2 separate regions of the Zea mays genome follow, and region 2 is linked to region 1. Evidence: chromatin contacts called from public Hi-C data. All regions are on one chromosome and are shown on one strand. Each heading gives the region's core, a stretch centred on a gene start, on an enhancer-like site or on the middle of the called end of the contact. The rest is flanking DNA. Distances are from core to core; before and after follow the strand shown.

Region 1 (3,055 bases), core at 353-2,852:
TTATGCATGCCATCATAATGAAAAAAAAGAAAAAAACATTTGAAAAAAAGGCAACTTTGGAACAATTCCACCGTTAAAAAAATAAATCTGAATCTCAAAGTTAACAGGATAATGTTGGACTGTGAAGCGATTGATTTATTATATTGCATAGCCCTAATCCTAATGGGTCGGTAGCCCAACAGTGGTGCCCGCCCCTCCACATACAGTCTAACATCCTTCAGCAGTCGCAACGGGGGCACCACACACGATGAGACTGTAGTAGAAGCCGAAGGTAGAAGCCGACGAGTTGATACCCCTGCAATCGTAGCGTGATGAGGGTGTGAATGTTGCCGATGTGTGGACTTCGAGGAAATGATAGCCCCTGGATGCCGAGATAGCCGAAGTCGAGGTGGTCGTGGTCGGGAGACACGCAGCAGTAGCCTATTCTTTGGTAGGGGTCGATGTTCAAGCGTCAACGATCGGCTGGGCGACATAAAAATTAGCACCAGGGTGACCTTCTTGCTTCTTCGATCGTCTGGACGTCGAGGAGCCCCGCGGCAGCGCACGCGTCTGCACCGTTATGGTGGCCGCGCTCGCGATGGAATAGAAGGGGTAATGATGGATCCGGCCAGGAAGGCCACGACATCGACGGATCCAACCGGCAAGACGGCGATCCGGTTAAATAGACGACGGATCTAGCTGGGAAGGTAGACTCTATATTAAATGAGGTTGTACATGCCCTAATAACTTTATAAATCTAATTTATTCAGAGGCAAGGTAGTAGTATTATCTTTCCCAACGGATAGTTATCTGATCTGCCGTTCAGCTTGATCGATAACTTTATAAATCTAATTTATTCAGAGGCCGGCGGCAGCGCACACGTCTGCACCAGTAATGTTAGCCGCGCCTGTGGCGTAATAGAAGGGGTAACGATGGATCCGACCAGAAAGGCCTCGACATTGACGGATCCAGACGGCGATCCGGTCAAAGAGACGACGAATCTAGCCGAGAAGGTAGATCTCTCGAGAGAGTTCATATTAAATGATGTTGTACATGCCATAATAACTCTATAAATCTAATTTATTCATAGGCGAAGGTAGTAGTATTATCTTTCCCAGCGGATCGTTATCTGATCTGCCGTTCAGCTTGATCGATCCACGTCGTTTGATCTCGGCGAGCAGCACATGGCGGCTCTTCTTGTGTACAGGTCTCACTCTCTGCTACTTCAGTGCAAGGCGGAGTGAATGCACACAATAACGTGAGTATTGTGGGAACTACTTGTAGATGCAAACGATGTAAATCCACCTGCTCCACCAAGTGCCCGCCCGGCTCTATCCATTCCATTCGTCAACATGCAGGTTCAGACTGGCCCGTGCTGGACCAGTGAGCGGTGCCGGTGAACCCCAATGCAAGCGAAGCGAGTGACCATCGGGGAAGCCTCCCGTGCTGCCCCCACATGGCTTGCCTGAATGCCTCTCTCTCGCCGCAGTGCCCTCTCTCTCTCCTCCTCCTCTCCGTCGAAGGGCGTCACGAGAGCCCAGAGGGCATCCGAGGCCCCCACCCCACCCCTTCCTCCGTGTATATAAGCAGTGGCAGGGTGAGCGTCTCTCCTCAGACCACCACTGCGCCATTGGCCAGCTAGAGCCAACCAGAAGAGCTTGCAGTTACTGAGAGTGTGTGAGAGAGAGAGGATGATGGGTGGCAGCGGCAGGGCTGCTCTGCTGCTGGCCCTGGTGGCCGTGAGCCTGGCCGTGGAGATCCAGGCCGACGCCGGGTACGGGTACACCCCGACGCCGACGCCGGCCACCCCGACCCCGAAGCCGGAGAAGCCCCCCACCAAGGGGCCCAAGCCGGAGAAGCCGCCAAAGGAGCACAAGCCGCCCAAGGAGCACGGGCCCAAGCCGGAGAAGCCGCCCAAGGAGCACAAGCCGACGCCGCCCACGTACACCCCGAGCCCCAAACCCACGCCGCCGACGTACACTCCCACCCCGACGCCCCCCAAGCCGACGCCACCCACATACACTCCCGCCCCTACGCCCCACAAACCCACTCCCACTCCTCCGACGTACACCCCTTCCCCCAAACCTCCGACACCTAAGCCGACCCCGCCGACGTACACTCCAAGCCCCAAGCCACCGGCTAGCAAGCCTCCCACGCCCAAGCCGACCCCGCCGACGTACACCCCTTCTCCCAAGCCTCCGACACCTAAGCCGACCCCGCCTACGTACACTCCAAGCCCCAAGCCACCGGCTACCAAGCCTCCGACGCCCAAGCCGACCCCACCGACGTACACCCCTTCCCCCAAACCTCCGACACCTAAGCCGACCCCGCCTACGTACACTCCAAGCCCCAAGCCACCGGCTACCAAGCCTCCCACGCCCAAGCCGACCCCGCCGACGTACACCCCTTCTCCCAAGCCTCCGACACCCAAGCCGACCCCGCCGACGTACACCCCTTCCCCCAAGCCTCCGACGCCCAAGCCGACCCCGCCGACGTACACTCCAAGCCCCAAGCCTCCCACACACCCGACGCCCAAGCCGACCCCACCGACGTACACCCCTTCCCCAAAGCCTCCGACACCTAAGCCGACCCCGCCGACGTACACGCCTTCCCCCAAGCCTCCGACACCCAAGCCGACCCCACCGACGTACACTCCAAGCCCCAAGCCACCGGCTACCAAGCCTCCCACGCCCAAGCCGACCCCACCGACGTACACTCCCACACCGAAGCCGCCGGCCACCAAGCCGCCCACCTACACTCCGACGCCGCCGGTGTCTCACACCCCCAGCCCGCCGCCACCTTACTACTAGAAACCGATGCCTACCATACCACACTGCTGTCAGTCTCTGGAGCATTTAGGTACGTACTAATACTACGTACAACGGTACAAGAATGGAGCATGCAATATGCATGCACACTACATACATTTAGTATGCTTGTGTCAAATGTATCGTCAGTATCATACTGATCTCCTGGCATAGTCTGGCACTAACCATAGGCTCTCCTTTTCTTTTGTGTTGGGACAGGTGGTCTCGATCGATGGAAGAATTGTGTCCTAGCCAGCCGGCAAAGGTGA
Region 2 (2,994 bases), core at 406-2,905, 660 kb before region 1:
AATGGAAGAAGGGCGAGATACACTGGGTGAAGCTGTCTAACCAGTAGAACATCATCCGCAGATATTTTTAATATTGAATATAAATTGTATATATGTATATACTTTTTTGTAAAATAAAAAAATATAATCGTGTCAGGTCGGGCCACCACTATGGGCCGAGGCTACAGCCAAGCACGGCACGACGTTCTTGGCTCTTGCAAGCATTAGGTCGTTTCTGAAATCATATTGGCACAATGGACTACATGGTGTTTGAGGTTGCTGAATTGGATGGAGCAACAATGATTTGTCACACTAACAGTAAAATGAAAGGTTATTTGTTGGTTTAAAACGTTAGTAATTGCTACGAAGTAGCATAATTTATATGGAGCGCATCCAGTTTTTATTTATGCCTGACTTTAGCAATCACTCCACATTTTGATCTATCTTTTTATCAGTTTGACTTCATGTGACTTATTTTAGAAACTTGAGCTCACAAACTTTTTCTTATTTGGTCTCTGTATGGTGGAATTATACCGTTTTATAATCTCTGTTCGTTCAGTCAGTCGTTGTGAACTCTTTTCTAATCGCTCACTTTATTGATCGTGTTGTACCAAGATATATTGCATGGAGTAAACAATAACATCAGTTAGCTAAATCAAAAAATATTATACAGAGAGCGAAGACAATCAATAAAAAATTTTGAGATCTTTTTTTTGAATAGTTTACGTGAGTATTGTTATAGGTCGTCGTAACGCACGGGCAACCGACTAGTATAATTTAGAGAGTAAGTTCATATTTATGGTTAGCCTCGTTGGCTCGATGAGCTGGCTCGTGAAGCAGAAGCGAGTCAAACTGAGCTGATTTTTCAGGCTCGTCAGAGGAAAGACCTGATTTACTTGATCAAGCCATAGCGAGTCGAGCTATTCTTATTTTGGCTCGTGAAAAGAGTGAGCCAGTTCGCACGGCTTACCTCGCCAACTCTAGGTGCATAGAGTGGGAGAAAGACCTTTATTGTGTGTGCGCGCTTTTGCCGCTCCGGTACAGAGAAAGCGGCTTAGAAGCCCAGCCAATTGTGCTCTGTTCGGTTACGAGCCAGAAATGAGGCCCATTGTTTATAGCGCTGCATTCAGCAACAACACACGGGCCAAGCAGGCCAACCTCACCAGCAGCCTAGCGGGAAGCAGCACAAGATGGGCTCGCCACCGAAACCGTGGTCTGGGCCGCGACTCTTTGTTTGCCAGCCACCGCGTTTTCTTCTCCAGTCCAGTCAGTTATGTTCGTTCAGTGCATGCTTCCCGTCGCATACGATTTGTTGTTTTCTTCATATAAACAGTAGGAAGACGCTTGCACTAGTTGTTTGCGTGACTTATCAGACGCCCAGACAGAGAAACATGTCCATGACCCACGAGAAAAGAATAATGCAGTTCAGAAAATTATACAAATATGAAAATCTTCATTATAATAAATACATACAGAAACGAAGAAAAAAAATGTGATCACCTTTATATTCTCAAAAAGAAAAGAAAACTATATACGGAAAAATGCCAAGCGACGAAAGACAACAGGCAAGCGCAAGCCCGCAAACCGCGGCTCGGCACCCACGCGCATATTCGCTCCGAATCCGGGGGTCCACGTCGACCAAACACTGCCAATGCCAAGTGAAGTCACCGCTCCACCACATATCAAGATCTCCCCCGGACCCACGATTCCTATTGTCACCACCCTCCCTCCCTCCCTGACACCGGGCCTCGCCCGCCGGAATCACACGAGCCACGAGCAGCGCGTCGCCCCGTCCGGGCCCCACCGGACACCGCCGTCGCCTTCCTCGTCTTTCTTCCCCGCCGAAGTCCGAACCATCTCGCGCCTCAACTTTCCCACGCGCGACTCGCACCTCCTACGCGCTTCTAGAACCAACGAAGCATTTGACACCCAGCTCAGCCCTCGCGCTCGCGCAAGCGCGGCAAGCCCGCCCTCCACCGGATAATAGTAATGATGGGCAAGGAAGAGACGCCGCCGGCCGACGGAGGCGGCGCATTCGCCTTCATCTCCAAGGGGTGGCGCGAGGTGCGGGACTCGGCGTCCGCTGACCTGCGCCTGATGCGCGCGCGCGCGGACTCCGTGCGCGCGCGCGCCGACCGCGAGCTCGAGCACCTCCTCGCGTCCGCGGCGTCGGCGCTCACGGGGCCCGCGCCCCCGCTGCCGCCCGTCGCGACGGGGGCGCCCATCGCGGAGGTCGAGTTCGTGCGCAGGCGGATCCAGCCCAAGATCCAGGAGCTCCGGAGGCACTGCTCGTCGCGGGCGCCCGACGCCCGGTGGCCGCCCGGGGCCGCCCCCGCCCCAGGCGCCAGCAGCCTCCGCATCGACCTCTCGGGGATCACCGCCATTCGCAACGCCATTGTGGCGGAAGGGGACCGCGGCGGTAGGTGGAGGGTCGCGCGGCGGAAGGGGGACCAGGACGAGGAGGGGAGGAAGGAGTGGGAGGTGGTTCGGGTGATACAGAGCGGCCTCAAGGAGTTCGAGCGCCGGAGCCTGTCCAGCGGCATATTTGCTGGATTCCGTGGCCGTGGCGAGTTTGTGGAGAAATTTAGGTTCGGCATGGTAAGTTTCAACCGTAGCTATTTGTTTAATAGGATGCTGCACTCGCGCTTGTTCTATCACTTATTTTGAAAATTGGAATGGAGTGACAAACAGCGCTTCAGCAGCAAAACATTGGCATCCACAGCAAGAAAATCTTAGGGATTTCTGTGCTAATCTCTTGACGTTGTTACACTACACATTTCAGTTTATTCATAATTTATCAGTACTAGCTGTCTAGCTCTAGCACACTGTTTGTGTAGGCATTTATTTCTGCATTGTAAGGTTTTCTATAAGCATCCATCCAGATAGTATATTTAAAAAATGTTACTGAAAAATCATCATGGGGTACTCTTTAGCTTAGCGATCACTTTATTAGCAGAGTACAAAATCTTATAGTTCAACTGTTTTGTTAGCATACAAGTATTTGGTGAATTTTGT

The links. A called contact is a pair of places that touch in the nucleus more often than the background predicts.
Region 2: a Hi-C map of endosperm shows a contact between it and region 1, with 3 times the contacts expected there. The contact joins the promoter of LOC103646485 here to the promoter of LOC542371 in region 1. A contact is called at or near these places in 5 of 25 Hi-C or Micro-C datasets (bundle sheath, ear, endosperm and 2 more).

What each region holds. Positions count from the first base shown.
Region 1 is chr2:56,708,632-56,711,686 of Zm-B73-REFERENCE-NAM-5.0, reverse strand. It overlaps LOC542371 (extensin), which reads left to right and starts at 1,602. Exons shown (of 2, transcript NM_001111947.2): 1 at 1,602-2,838; 2 at 3,006-3,055. The coding sequence starts at 1,671. The coding sequence ends at 2,789.
Region 2 is chr2:57,368,589-57,371,582 of Zm-B73-REFERENCE-NAM-5.0, reverse strand. It overlaps LOC103646485 (digalactosyldiacylglycerol synthase 1, chloroplastic), which reads left to right and starts at 1,655. Exons shown (of 7, transcript XM_008671211.1): 1 at 1,655-2,577. The coding sequence starts at 1,969.